2 separate regions of the Oncorhynchus mykiss genome follow, and region 1 is linked to region 2. The links are chromatin contacts, called in public Hi-C maps. All regions are on one chromosome and are shown on one strand. The core of a region is the stretch at or near the end of the contact, and the rest is flanking DNA. Distances in the headings are between cores, read along the strand shown.

Region 1 (6,672 bases), core at 945-3,444, 590 kb before region 2:
CCCCAACAGGAGTAGCACAGCAACCAGTACAACCACACGCTGCTTCAACTTCATCTCCTCTGCAACCTCAGACACCACCCCTGACCTGTGAGTCCCCCTCTTCACCACCTCACCCCTAGAGCATGGCACCTGCCCCCCCTCTAGTCGCTTCCCCCTCCCAGCTCCAACACACACCCTTCTGAAGGGCAGGTGTGGATCTCTGTCTCACCACAAGACCCACAGCTAGACCAGGCCCCTACTGTACCAGCAACCGGCCTGTTGGAGGTCAGAGAGGACATTAGTGATGAAAAACAATTAGATATAAAAACTTAAACTTGTTGACAGACAAACAGAAAAAGCAGGAGCCAAGATGCTGGACAGGCTGGTACATGATTGACAGGAGCATGATAAAAAACGAATGTATAATTACTGGGCTCAATTCGTAACATATTACAACTCTAATCTGTGTCATCAGAGCTGAGAGAGACACCCATAAGCAGCCAAACTTGACTGATTCCTGGATCCACACCTGGGGTTTTAAACAATCACTTTACTGACAACATAACACCCTGCCTAACCCACTGGCTGTTCTCCCACCAGTTACAGGATCAGTTACAGGATCCATCTAGCCTATCACTCCCTGTCTTTCAAAACAACATTTTATGTTTTGATATTGGATAACACCTTGCTTTGGGCTGTCAGACAGTGACCCTCGTCTGTCTGGCTCCACAGCTCCAAGCAAACTGGAATATTAGCCGGTCCTCTCCCCCAACAGAGGAGAGTTGAGTTGGGGTAAAAGAATAAGGACAGGACATGAAGGCTCCAAAGCAGGGCTCCTCTCATACAGACCCACGTCAGTTGAGATGGATGTATTGATCGGTTGGTAATGGTCAGGACAAAGATATTGATCAGATTGTCCATAGATGGAGGTTGTTGTGCTATTTGTGGCAGATAAGCAAACTGCCTGCAACATATCAAATGAGCCTGCATAACAATAGAGATACCTTTGAGATACCGTGAGCAACTTGTCCTTGCCAGAGTTATGTATTTATTCTAAATGTATGGCTCTGGTCCTTTCAAAAGAAAGGTTATTTAGGGAGCCCAAAATAGACATGAAACCGACTTGAGAATTAATTTAAAAAAATACACACTATACCAGAAAGTGTATGTACTGGGTAGTTAACTGAGGACAACCCGTGAATTAGCCGGCTAAGTTATACATATAAGCAACCCGTGTCTAGCAGTGCCGGTGGCCACGCAGGCAGGAATGACTCTAGTTGCATTCCACACAATCGGTAATTCATGGGACCAACTACATACACGTCCCACTACTGTGGAAACTCTACGCTAACAGTAGTTGGCCAGCTAGTTGTTTGAAAATCGCAAAGGCCCACACGGTTAGTTTGGCATTTAGCAAACGCTTCGTTGATTTTAGAATAAATCTGCATCGACAGCTGCTAACGCTACCGTATAGTCCGTTTTGCTTTCGTCCAGCAATGCAGTACTGGTTAGCTAGCCGGCTAGTTAGCTAGCCGGCTAATCGGGTGGTTAGCTAGCCGGCGAGTCGGGTGGTTAGCTAGCCGGCGAGTCGGGTGGTTAGCTAGCCGGCGAGTCGGGTGGTTAGCTATCCGGCGAGTCGGGTGGTTAGCTAGCCGGCGAGTCGGGTGGTTAGCTAGCCGGCGAGTCGGGTGGTTAGCTAGCCGGCGAGTCGGGTGGTTAGCTAGCCGGTTAGCTGGGCGATTAGCTAGCCAACTAGCAAAGAAACGGTTAGTTATCTAAGTTCGTTAGTTAGCTGCTACTTAGAAGTACAACCTGTCTAGTTAGTAGCTAACGTACTGATAGCTGACGAATTGCATCGATATTTTCCATATCAAAACTTGCGTTGAAAGCTGACAAGCGTGTGCTAACTAGCGAGCAAGCTAACAGACATTATCAAACATTCTATGAATGTGATTAAAAGGCTACTGATTACTTTAATGTTAGCTTGCCAACACCGTTGATTGCAAAGAAATAGCTAACGTTACCTCACAACAGCCATCGTATTAGCAAGTCTGATCAAATGGCTTACCTTTTCGATTACGGCTACTAGGTGTTAAACGAGATCAATGTGTTTTCAATGTTGTGTGTGAAATTGTGTATTATTCATCGATAGGCTGTCAAAAAAATCCGCGTTTCGTCAGCAACACTTAAACAGTTGTTCCGGGTCACGGAATTTTTCCAAATAAAAGTCCCCCACTTAATAGTGGAAAAATGAGACAACTATTGTAAAGTAGACTGTCTGTAGAGTGTGTATAATATGTATGGATTGAAGGTAGAAGCAGAAGTGTTTATTAGTTTACTCCAATTGGGGGATCCGTGGAAGGGTTTGCGGGGAATAATAATAAAGGTATATTCTTTTTAAAAAGTATGTATGTCTATATAGGTATGTGTATGTATATATATATATATATTTACCATATTTTTTTGGTAAATATATATATCCATACACACATGCATATATATATATATATATATATATATATATATATATATATATATATATATATATATGCATGCGTGTATGGATATATATATTTACCAAAAAAATATGGAGGATTGGAAATGATGCAGACAATTACATTGGAAGCAACATTCTTTCCGCAATATTAAGCTGATCCCCCCCCCCCTCCAAAAAAACAAAAACAAAAGAAAATAGTGGAAAAGTTTCAATAACTTGTATTTATTCATGATATATGACACATATGTCTAAACATAAACCAATGATTCATATTTAAGTTACATTTGCATAAAATGTGGGTTTTAAAACATGTCCCAAAGTCAGACAAATGTCCTCATTGCAAATCACTGTATACAGTAGAGGCTGCGGAGGGGAAGACAGCTCATAATAATGTCTGGAATGGAGCCAATTGAATGGCATAAAACCATGTGTTTGATCTATTTGATACCATTCCACTCCAGCCATTACCACGAACTCGTCCTCCCCAATTTAAGTGCCACCTACCTCCTGTGATGGAATACATATTGGCGTATAGAGCAAAAACTATTCTGGCTGGTGCAGTACAAGTATTGTAGGGAATACTTAGTAGGGTAATAGTAGAAAAGTGTCATTAACCTGTATTTAACAATGATTCGCATTTGTTTATATTTAAGTGACATTTGCATTAAATGTGGGTTTTAAAACATGTTCCAAGGTCAAATAAATGCCACCAATGCAATACACTAGCTATAGTATGAATTACATTTTGGCTTATAGAGAAAACTATTTTAGGTGCCGAAGTAAAATTGGGTTTGAGATTACTCACTAGGGTCTATAGAATATATATATATATATATATGTACACCTTCCAACAGGTCAACAACCCTAAGCACACAGCCAAGACAACGCAGGAATGGCTTCGGGACAAGTCTCAATGTCCTTGAGTGGCCCAGCCAGAGCCCGGACTTGAACCCGATCTAACATCTCTGGAGAGACCTAAAAAAAAACTGTGCAGCGATGCTCCCCATCCAAACTGACAGAGCTTGAGAGGATATGCAGAGAATGGGAGAATCCCCCCATATACAGATGTGCCAAGCTTGTAGCGTCATACCCAAGAAGCCTCAAGGCAGTAATCGATGGCAAAGGTGCTTCAACAAAGTACTTTGTAAAGGGTCTGAATACATATGTAAATGTCAATTCAGATTTTTTGTTATTTGCTAAAATGTCTTAAAACCTGTTTTTGCTTTGCCATTATGGGATATTGTGTGTAGATTGATGAGGGGGGAAAAAAATTGATCAATTTTAGAACAAGGCTGTAACGTAACAAAATGTGGAAAAAGTCTAGGGGTCTGAATACTTTCCAAATGCCCTGTATTGGCCTACAGTTTATTGAATTAGGACAATACAAAGGGTGGAGTAGAAAGTGTAGCTAGGCATTTAAACCTCAGTCCCCCATGTAATAATATAGATTCTACGGACCCTACTGGGTGTTCCCAACCCCACTTTTACCTCGGCACATAGAATAGTTCTCTCTATTAGTCAATATTCAAATTTATAGGCTGACAGTGTTGCATTGGAACAAATGGAATGGGTGGAGTAGAAAGTGTTGCTATGTATTCCATTTACAATGATTCACATTGTGGCCAATGGAATTGGAGTTAAAGGCCAGCAACACTCCATTATTCAGAGCCCCATGATATATATATATATATATATATATATATATATATATATATATATATATATATATATATATATATATATATATATAATTTCTACAGACCCTGCTGAGTTTTCCCTACAATACGTTTACTGCAGCACCCAGAATAGTTTTTGCTCTATAAACCAATATTCCATATACAATGATTCACACAGTTAATATAAGGATATCAGTTAATTGAAATAAATTCATTAGGCCCTAATCTATGGATTACAAATGACTGGGCAGGGGCATAGCCATAGGCCCTCCCACCTGGGTGCCAGGCCCACCCACTGGGGAGCCAGGCCCAGCCAATCAGAATGAGTTTTTCCCCACAAAAGGGATTGATTACAGACAGAAATACTCATCAGTTGTCTGGGTGGCTGGTCTCTGACGATGCCGCACTTTTAGTAGCCGCACGTGAAGGATGTGGAGGTCCTGGGCTGGTGTGGTAATACGTAGTCTGCGCTGTAAAACGCTTTTTGTGTGTATGGAACATTTATGGGATCTTTATTTTAGCTCATGAAATATGGGACCACCACTATGTGACCACCACTTTTTTTCAGTACAGATTCTACAGACCCTACTGCAGGGCTCTCCAACTCTGTTCCTGGAGAGCTACAGTTCTGTAGGTTTTTACTCCAACCCAAATCTAGCACACCTGATTCTAATAATTACCTGGTTCATAAACTGAATCAGTTTTGTTACAACTGGGGTTGGAGTGAAAACCTACAGAAGGGTAGCTTTCCAGGAACAGGGTTGGAGAGTCCTACTGAATATTCCCAATCCCACTTTTACATAGTATTTAAACCTTCAAACTGATGCAATGTGTGCTCCCTGTCTGGTCTTGGTCAGTACCCATGCTGTAGCATTCTGGATGTTTTGCAATTGACCAATGGCTTTCTTGGGTAGACCAGACAGGAGAGCATTACAGTAGTCAAGCCTGCTTGTTATAAAAGCATGGAGGACTATCTCTGTATCAGCCTGAGAGAGAAACGACCACACCGTGGGGATGTTCCTCAGGTGGTAAAAAGCAATTTGTCTCATTCATAATGTGAGATTTGAAATTGAGTTCAGAAACTTAAATAACACCTAGATTTTTTACCTGACATTTTATCGTTATAAAGATAATTCAAATGAATTAAAATGTTCGGCCAGATTCTCTCTCTGTGCTTTGGCTGCAACAATAAGTACCTTGGTTATGTCTTGATTTAGCTGGAGGAAGCTGTGAGCCATCCAAGTATTTACATCACTAATACAGTCTAATAATTTATTAGTGGAACTAAAATACTCGACACAGAAATGTAGTTATGTATCGTCTGTGTAGCAGTGAAAATCAATGCTGTGCTTTCTGATAACGCTGCCAAGGGGAACATACTGAACAGTACCGGAACCAAAATCAAATCTTGTGTAACGCTACATGTGATATGTATTTTCTGAGTTATGTTCAACAAGAGTGACAAAAACTCTCCACTGGTTAAATAGGTCCTAAACTAATTTAGAACTGGAGTGGAGAGGCCAATCCACCTCTCCAGTCTGTCCAGAAGGACATCAAGGTCAACAGTGTCGAACGCAGCACTTAAATCCAAGAGTACAAGAACAGAGAGCTGTTTGGCATCTGTGTTTGGCTCGAAGATCATTTACCACTTTAACTAAGGCTGTCTCTGTGCTGTGGTGGGCATAAAAACCAGTTTGGAATAAAAATGAAAAAAAATACAGTTGGCACTTAAAACAATAATTTAGCTGTTTGAAAACCAAATTCTCCAGAATTTTGGTTAAGAATGGGAGGTTGGCTGAAAATTGCAAAGAGCTTAAGAATCTAGATTACTTTTCTTGAGAAGGTGTTTCACCATAGCAGTTCTTAGTGCAATGGGGAAAGTGCCTGTGAATAGGGAGTGATTAACAATAACCTGCACTTCTTCAGATATGCAATTAAAAACTGTTTTGAAGGTGGTCGGGATAGGATCGAGAAGGCAGGTAGAAGGCTTCAGTTGGGGTATCACTTTCGTGAGCATGTCTGTGTCAACCAAGGAAAAGAAATCCATAGTGCCGTAGCGTGGTTGGCTAAGGCACATATCAACACTTCATCAAATCAAATCAAATTTTATTTGTCACACACACATGGTTAGCAGATGTTAATGCGAGTGTAGCGAAATGCTTGTGCTTCTAGTTCCAACAATGCAGTAATAACAAGTAATCTAACTAACAATTCCAAAACTACTGTCTTGTACACAGTGTAAGGGGATAAAGAATATGTACATAAGGATATATGAATGAGTGATGGTACAGAGCAGCATAGGCAAGATACAGTAGATGGTATCGAGTACAATATGTACAAATGAGATGAGTATGTAAACAAAGTGGCATAGTATAAAGTGGCTAGTGATACATGTATTACATAAGGATACCGTCGATGATATAGAGTACAGTATATACGTATGCATATGAGATGAATAATGTAGGGTAAGTAACATTTATATAAGGTAGCATTGTTTAAAGTGGCTAGTGATATATTTAC
Region 2 (7,618 bases), core at 336-2,835:
CAAACAACCAAATGTACTTCTCTTTCCTCAGCCTCTTTTAAAAAATATTTGACAAAGGTTTCGTCACAGGCTCACAGCACTGAAAGCCATTACTCAGATACTGATCTTAAATTACAGAAACAGGAAAGAGGGCTTTTCAAATACCACCCACCAAGTCTTGTGTTCATCTTATCACAATGATGCATGGGAGCACATCGAAGACCTGAATGAAAGACCCCAAGAATTTTGACTGTCATCTCCAAGAAAGGAAAGAGATTGAAATCAAGCTTTCTCAATAGTTTTTCTGTCTGAGCTCATTGGCATTAATATATACCTTTATGAGGAAGGCAATGGGTGCACACTTTCATAATTGGATTTCTGGAGTTGGAAAAAATGATTTATTTACTGCCCTCTAGTGAAAAAATAAAGCATACTATCAATCAGACATGACATGCGATTCTCACCTGTGTCTGTGCTTTGGGATTTCTCCAGAAGGAACTCCCGGACCTTCTCCACCCAGAGGTAGAGGATGCTTTCCCCAGTGTTCGCCCTGTTAGGAAAGACACCACTGGTTAGTTTGATGTCAGTGGAGACATATCTACTCAGAGACTTGGGTGAGACAGGGTAATGGACTGTAATCAGCAATACCGCAAGCAAATTTGGCTTCACCATCAGGCAATCCATCTTTAGGTTAGCATTATGATGGAATCCCCTCCATGTTCAGGGATAACTATTCTGTGCTTCATGTACAGTAGTCAGTGATTATGAAATCCACTCACACATAGAGCTCCTCAAGGCTGCTGGACAGGGTCTTTCTATCAGGGCCTCGCAACCATGCTGCACTGCATGAGGAGAGAAGGCAGAATATGTCTCAAATGTTAGTCTTAATAATTAGCTTTTTTTTATGCCTGATACATGTTTATCAGAGGTAGTGTAAGTGTACTGTACTGTAAAACCCAACATGTAGACTTACTTTATTTGGTAGACAGGTGGTGCTGCACTCGGGTAATCATGTGGGAGAATGATCTAATTATGGAAATTAAACTCGAGAGTTATTGCTATCATACACTGCTCGGAAACTTTTTAAACACACAAAAATGTAATGAAACAATTACCTGTAAACATGCTTTCAGTTTTGGATAGTCTATATCATCCGTTATTTTGATGCAAAATATTCTTGCTGCTTCATCAATAACACACCATTCGTCACCGTATATGGAGGAAAGTGCCTCGACCTCTTCGATCTGATGAAGAAAATAGTGTAATATTGTGTTATAATAATAATAATGTAGTCATCTAAAAGCAAATGATCTATAAGCTTTCTCTCATGTCTGTTTTTATAGTTGAGTCAAATATATAAAAATATGAATCAAAGTACAAAATGGGTCATACTCTCCACTAATGTGAACTTCAGTCATGCCCAGCCCTGAGTTCTGTTCAACAGTAGGGTACTTACTTGAGATTGAAGATCCCCTGCATTCCCAACATCTATGTTTGCCATTAATTTATCCAAAGCAAGTAAGCAGACAAACACTTCAGTTCATACTTAGAAGTAGTAGTGTTACAGCAGTCTATTCGTACAGTATCAACACAAAATTAGCTCGATAAGAGGCTTGCTTGACATTCTGTATCACCAACTCAGCTGTTGCTCTGACAGGACAACGAACCACCTCCGGGTCAAGGTTTTCACGTACTACCAAAATAAGAGTCCTTATTTGAAACCAGATATATACATCATTGTTTGAAACACATGGTGCAATAAGTGGATTAATTAGCTAAACAAATATTATAGCAATCATCACTCATTTTAAATTCAAGAAATGTAAATCAATGTAAAATTCCATATCAATCACTTTCCCCCTACCGTTTCATCTTTTGAACAAGGACTTTTACAATGAAATGTATTCACCTTTTGACCCGGAAATGGTAGTTTAAATCATGAACGCTTGGTATGAATTACGAAAGGTCCTCTAGCTAGACGTTTTAAAACTTTGGGGAATTATCGCCACGTCTGCAACCCGTGGTCACAGTATATAGATCATATTAAAGTATTAATATAGGTTGTTCTAATTCCTAATTATATGGGCAACACACAATGATTTATATATACACACCTCACCACAGTTGGCAATATTAGGACTTTAGTTTTGTGCTTTCAAAATAAAAGCCCGCAGTAAAACGCTATGCGTATGATACGAATCAATATTTGTTTGCAATTTTGCATCGTGCTTGATTTTAAGTTTTTATTGTCACGTACACCGGATAGGTGCAGTGAAATGTATTATTTTACAGGGTCAGCCATAATGTGTGCATTATAGTCATAGTGCATTGTGATACAAAAATATAACTACATCTGGGGAAAATATAAACTCAAGAGTGGTCTTACTTTTTATAAGATAAATAATATTATTATTTGGAGCACATTGAGAAATGGTTGGAGTCTATGTATATGAATGTAATGAACATTAAAATATTTAAAATAGAAACATAGAAATCACTATTTGGAAGGATGCAGTTTGGAAATGTATTGACTAACTGTATTTATGTTGTATTGCGCAAATTTGGACTGTAGAAAATAATATAGATTGTGTGTTTGTCCCATTACAACTGGGACGATGTGGTGCCAATCGGTGCTGCTACGTCGACAGGAGAGCCACAGAGCTGAAAACCGATTGCTCGAGCTTCGCAGAGAGGGATGTAGCTGGGCAGGAAGCGCACAGTACAGGACACTCACTAGACATACTTCGTAGCTGTCAGAATATAGCTCAGTGTGTCAGTCACATCAGAGATATTACTTCACGTCATGGGAGAGATCATATTTGATCAAATAATCACACAGCCTGGATGTTTTGTGTAACGGACACAAGAAGACGTGCCTGTAAAAGGAATTATTTATGGTTTGGGAAGGTTTTATGGGAGTAGCTAGCTAGCAACTTTGCTGGCTCGTCGGAGGACATTTTGCAAGGATGCTACGGTGGATAAGGCAACAGCTGGTAAGTGAGCCTCTTTGCTAACTTGCTATATTTGCTAGTAAGTGTAACGTTACTTTGCTATTGAGAAAGACGTTGATGCACATAAAACAATATGATGTGGTTGTTTTTGAAGAGTTAAACATCCAACCAGAACTGGGTGCTAGTACCTAAGTTCGCTTAGTAGATAACGTTAGTTAGCAAGCTAGCTAGCTTGTTTGTTTACCAAACATTGGCGTGGCTAGCAGCGAACTAGTAGTAGGTACATGACGCCAGCCAGGCCCACTTATACATTCTACTCAAACTTATTTGGGCTGGCAAGTTTGTTCGTTGGTGTGCCTGATGATCTAGCTAGTAGTAGTAGTTAAGCTGTTTTGACAGTAATAGTTATGCTAAAAACTAACCAGCCAGCTGGTGTAGTTAACTATATATTTGGCATTGGACAGTTTAGCCACAGATATGTAACGAGTCGTTATCAATGGTTGCTACCAACTAACTAACTAACTAGGAAGACATTCATTTTAGCCGCTGCATTGAAAAGCCAGACATGCAGGTATATGTTTAGAACTAGCCCAGCATTGCCGTTGTATCACGTAGTTTGCCTAAATCTTAGCCTCAACGCCTAGCTACCTAATTGTCTACAGCAGCATTAGCTAACTAAATCAGATTCTAGAAGGCTACGGCTAGCTAGAACATCTACTATTTTCTCTCAATGAATCAGGGTGAAGATCCAATTCAAGATGAATTTAAATAAGTTCTAGAGATTAATTGAAATTTGTATTAATGTGTCACTAACCGAGTCTTCATTTAGCATTTTTCAGTTAATTCATTGAATTTCAATTAAACGTCCTGAATTGACCCTAAACTCAATTGTTAAATACATAGCTAGTGTACAGAAACAATCAAAACCAACTCTCCCCTTTTTGTCATGAATAATGAATGAATGCTTTTTTTAGTTGTGGTGCAGAACTAAAAAAACAGCCCGCTTGATGACCTAGCCCTAGTAGTTACTTATGGACTAACATATACTAACATACTGTCTGCCACCTGCAGTAAGTGGAATTCAGCCAACTGCTTAGCTTACAGTTCTTAATGAATACAGAATTTGAGAAGATTATAATGCAAGTGACTGCACAGTGACCTTGATCTCATGTGAATGTTTGCTTTCAGGAAAAACAAGCAGCTGAGGGAGTAGATATCTGAGTGATTTCATTGATATAAGTGTTTTCCAACTCCAGTCCTTTAGAACATCCAACAGTACACCTTTTTTTGTAGCCCTGGAACAACATTCCTCATTCAACTCATCAAGGGCTTGATGACTAGTTGAACCAAATGTGCTTGTCCAAGGTTACAGTAAAAATTTATACTATTGGGTTTACTCGAAGACCAGGGTTTGGAACCGCTGATTTAATACACCAAGGAACATTATTTTTCATAGAATGGGCTGAATGTTATCATAGAATGCTCAGGCTACACACAGTAACTGTCACCAACCAGCCTAATCCACTGTAAATCGGAATAATATGACATGAGGTAATATTCTTGCTAAATGGGAACATGGCAGGGAATGCCCAGCCTGAGCTGACCTTTTGGAGCTATATATTTGGATAGTATGGGGAGGGGGATGGCCAATCATATCCCAGCTGCTGTTACCTGCACCATACTCAATCCCAGTCCTCACTTCATTAGTTTCACACTGATGGGGTGCCACTCACAGCTGTGCCATCAGACTGAGCCCCAGGATGTGAAATACATTTTATTTTATCAGAAGGCTGTTTTTCATCATGAGAGCCATCTACAAGTTAGGGTATATTTATGAGTAATGGTAGTGCATAGAGCAACAGTAGCCATTTCAAGTTTTATATTTTCCAGGACCTAGAAACCTACATTATATGATGACGAACCTGGGGGTACAACTGTGTGAGGGATTTGTTTTTACTTGAGAAAATATTGATGTCATTGAGATTGTAACCTATGTCGGATTTGAAAGATTTTCAAATGCAGGAACCAATTATCTGCTTTGTTTTGGTGTCAACAGAAGTAAAACAGTCAGTAATGATGATAATGCTACCATAGGAGTGTCGGTTTACTGACTGCTCAACTCAGAGCATACTGAAATGGGCAAAGGAAACCATATCTTACAACACTGTGTGAAACAACCTGTGGTTTACATGCGTCTCAAGGCAGCCTTGAGCATTGCAGAGGGAGATAAAGTGTGCAATTTGGCATCCTATTAAGTTGCCATTAGTTTTTAATGAGCTTCTTCATGTTGTGGTTTGTTATTTTGAATTATTACAGCTCCTCATTCATTATCCCCTCCATGTAGCTGGGCTCTGGGTTTCCTTCATGCTGGTAGTTTCAGGCTTTGTTAGCGCATTAATTAACTTGATATTTCTTTCTAGGCATAGGAGGGTCATGTCAGACCAGGTGACAAAATACATTTCATCGAAGTTGTAGCTTGTCACAGGTAGTAGGCAAACCTAACTATACTAAATACATTTTGTTTACCACTGTTTTGATTACTACATGATTCCAAATGTGTTATTTCATAGTTTTGATGTCTTCACTATTATTCTACGATGTAGAAAATAGTAAAAATATAGAAAAACACTTGAATGAGTAGGTGTGTCCAAACTTAAATTTTTTCGCAGAACAAGGAGTTACTGTATGCAATGAATTAGTAATTCCCTGGCCCAGACAGCCATATTGACAATTGTCTCTCAGAATACTGCTTAGTGGTCACACAATCATTTCCAGAAACTCTCTCAACATGCCTGCCTGGTGAAAAATATAACTCTCTGTGACATCGTCAGCTCACTCCCTCTAAAATTCTAGACAGCAGCACATACTGTATACATCACCTATGATAACAGATGTTTGCTCACCAAGGAGGACAAAGACTGTACTTTTAAATGTGCTTGGGGGTTAACAGCAGAGGCAGATCATGAGATGAGAGCTTTTGCCTGGGTGCAGTGAACATGACCAAGATGGTGTGTGTGTAAGAGTGTTGTGCAAACACAAAAGCCCATTGAGGAGGGCAGGCTGTGACAGTAATTGAATACATGTGTTGCTGTCTGGCCTTAGTGACGTGGCCAACTCATTCTCACACAGTGCAGGCAAGGAGTCAGTAAGCACCAGCCTATAGGCCCACTACTTATGAATATGATGCAATGGACAGACAAACGGTCTTTATTGTTATTACCCATTGTGCCCCAGATGTACTCTTTTTAACCTTTATTTAACTAGGCAAGTCAGTTAAGAACAAATTCTTATTTACAATGACGGCCTAGGAACAGTGGGTTAACTGCCCTGTTCAGGGGCAGAACGACAGATTTTTACCTTGTTAGCTCGGTGATTCGATCTAGCAACCTTTCAGCTACTGGCCCAATGCTCTAACCACTAGGCTACCTGCCGCCCCTCTTGAACATTGTGTACAGAAATGTAATTTTAAGATAGGGCCAGCCTATAGCATTCTAGGATTAGTATTCTAGAGTTTGGGCCTCCCGGGTGGCACAGTGGTCTAGGGCACTATATCGCAGTGCTAGCTGTGCCACCAAAGACTCTGGGTTCGCACCCAGGCTCTATCGCAGCCGGCCGCGACCGACAGGTCCATGGGGCGATGCACAATTGGCCTAGCGTCGTCCGGGTTAGGGAGGGTTTGGCCGGTAGGGATATTCTTGTCTCATCGCGCACTAGCGACTCCTGTGGCGGGCCGGGCGCAGTGCACGCTAACCAGGTCGCCGGGTGCACGGTGTTTCCTCCGACACTGGTGCGGCTGGCTTCCGGGTTGGATGCGCGCTGTGTTAAGAAGCAGTGCGGCTTGGTTGGGTTGTGTTTCGGAGGACGCATGGCTTTCGACCTTCGTCTCTCCCGAGCCCGTACGGGAGTTGTAGCGATGAGACAAGATAGTAACTACTAACAATTTGATACCACGAAAAGGGGGTTATTGAAGTTATTGACCAGCCCACTAGAGAAGTGTCATTGACTTAAATAGGCTAATTTGGTTTAACATATTCTGTTCAGTACAGTGCTCGGTCTCTGGCTGCAGGCTATATTCAGGCTATAATAATCTAGCCTAAGTGTTTTTCTGACAGATAATCTGGGTGCAAAATAGTGTTTGCAATCAATGTGTTAGGCTATTTAAATATAGAGTAGGGTGTTTTCACATATCGTCTTCTTTAAAGTGAACTATGGGGTAAAAAAAAAGCAGAAGAACTATGTTCTCTTTGTATGCACACTGCCCTTGCCTTTGAATGAGGACTCAACTCTTGCCAGTTCACTTCACCTATTTTGTGGTCCGAGTCCTCTTTACATTCACATTGCTATATTTAGAAAGGACTCTAGATCTTTTTCCAATATTCACTCCATGCACTCTGGGTTTTTCCATCAGAATGTGTTATTGGAGAGCTAGATGTACCTACTTACATTTAGGAAGATAATAGATTGCATTTAGTTAGATTAACTTTTGCACCGCCATTTCCTGGTTGCTAAAATTCTAATAGTTTGCCTAATTTCAGTTTGTGACCAAGCATGTATAGTGTAGATAATCATTGTACCATCTAAACCCCTGTGAAATATCTTTCCCATAACCAAAAATATTGTATTTTCAGCCTGGGAGGCATAGAAATATCGCATAGAACAGATCTGCCGCGTAGACTTGTTTTCAATGA

Evidence for each region. A called contact is a pair of places that touch in the nucleus more often than the background predicts.
Region 1: a Hi-C map of liver shows a contact between it and region 2, with 9 times the contacts expected there. A contact is called at or near these places in 2 of 3 Hi-C or Micro-C datasets (blood and liver).

Annotation. Positions count from the first base shown.
Region 1 is chr5:71,691,414-71,698,085 of USDA_OmykA_1.1, reverse strand. fam20b (glycosaminoglycan xylosylkinase) reads right to left here and starts at 2,194. Exons shown (of 9, transcript XM_021604208.2): 1 at 2,048-2,194; 2 at 1-255. The coding sequence starts at 54.
Region 2 is chr5:71,101,146-71,108,763 of USDA_OmykA_1.1, reverse strand. impact (impact RWD domain protein) reads right to left here and starts at 1,585. Exons shown (of 11, transcript NM_001160535.2): 1 at 1,436-1,585; 2 at 1,095-1,223; 3 at 953-1,005; 4 at 759-821; 5 at 444-529. The coding sequence starts at 1,480. LOC110524470 (probable phospholipid-transporting ATPase IF) reads left to right here and starts at 2,564. Exons shown (of 30, transcript XM_036978280.1): 1 at 2,564-2,972. The coding sequence starts at 2,946.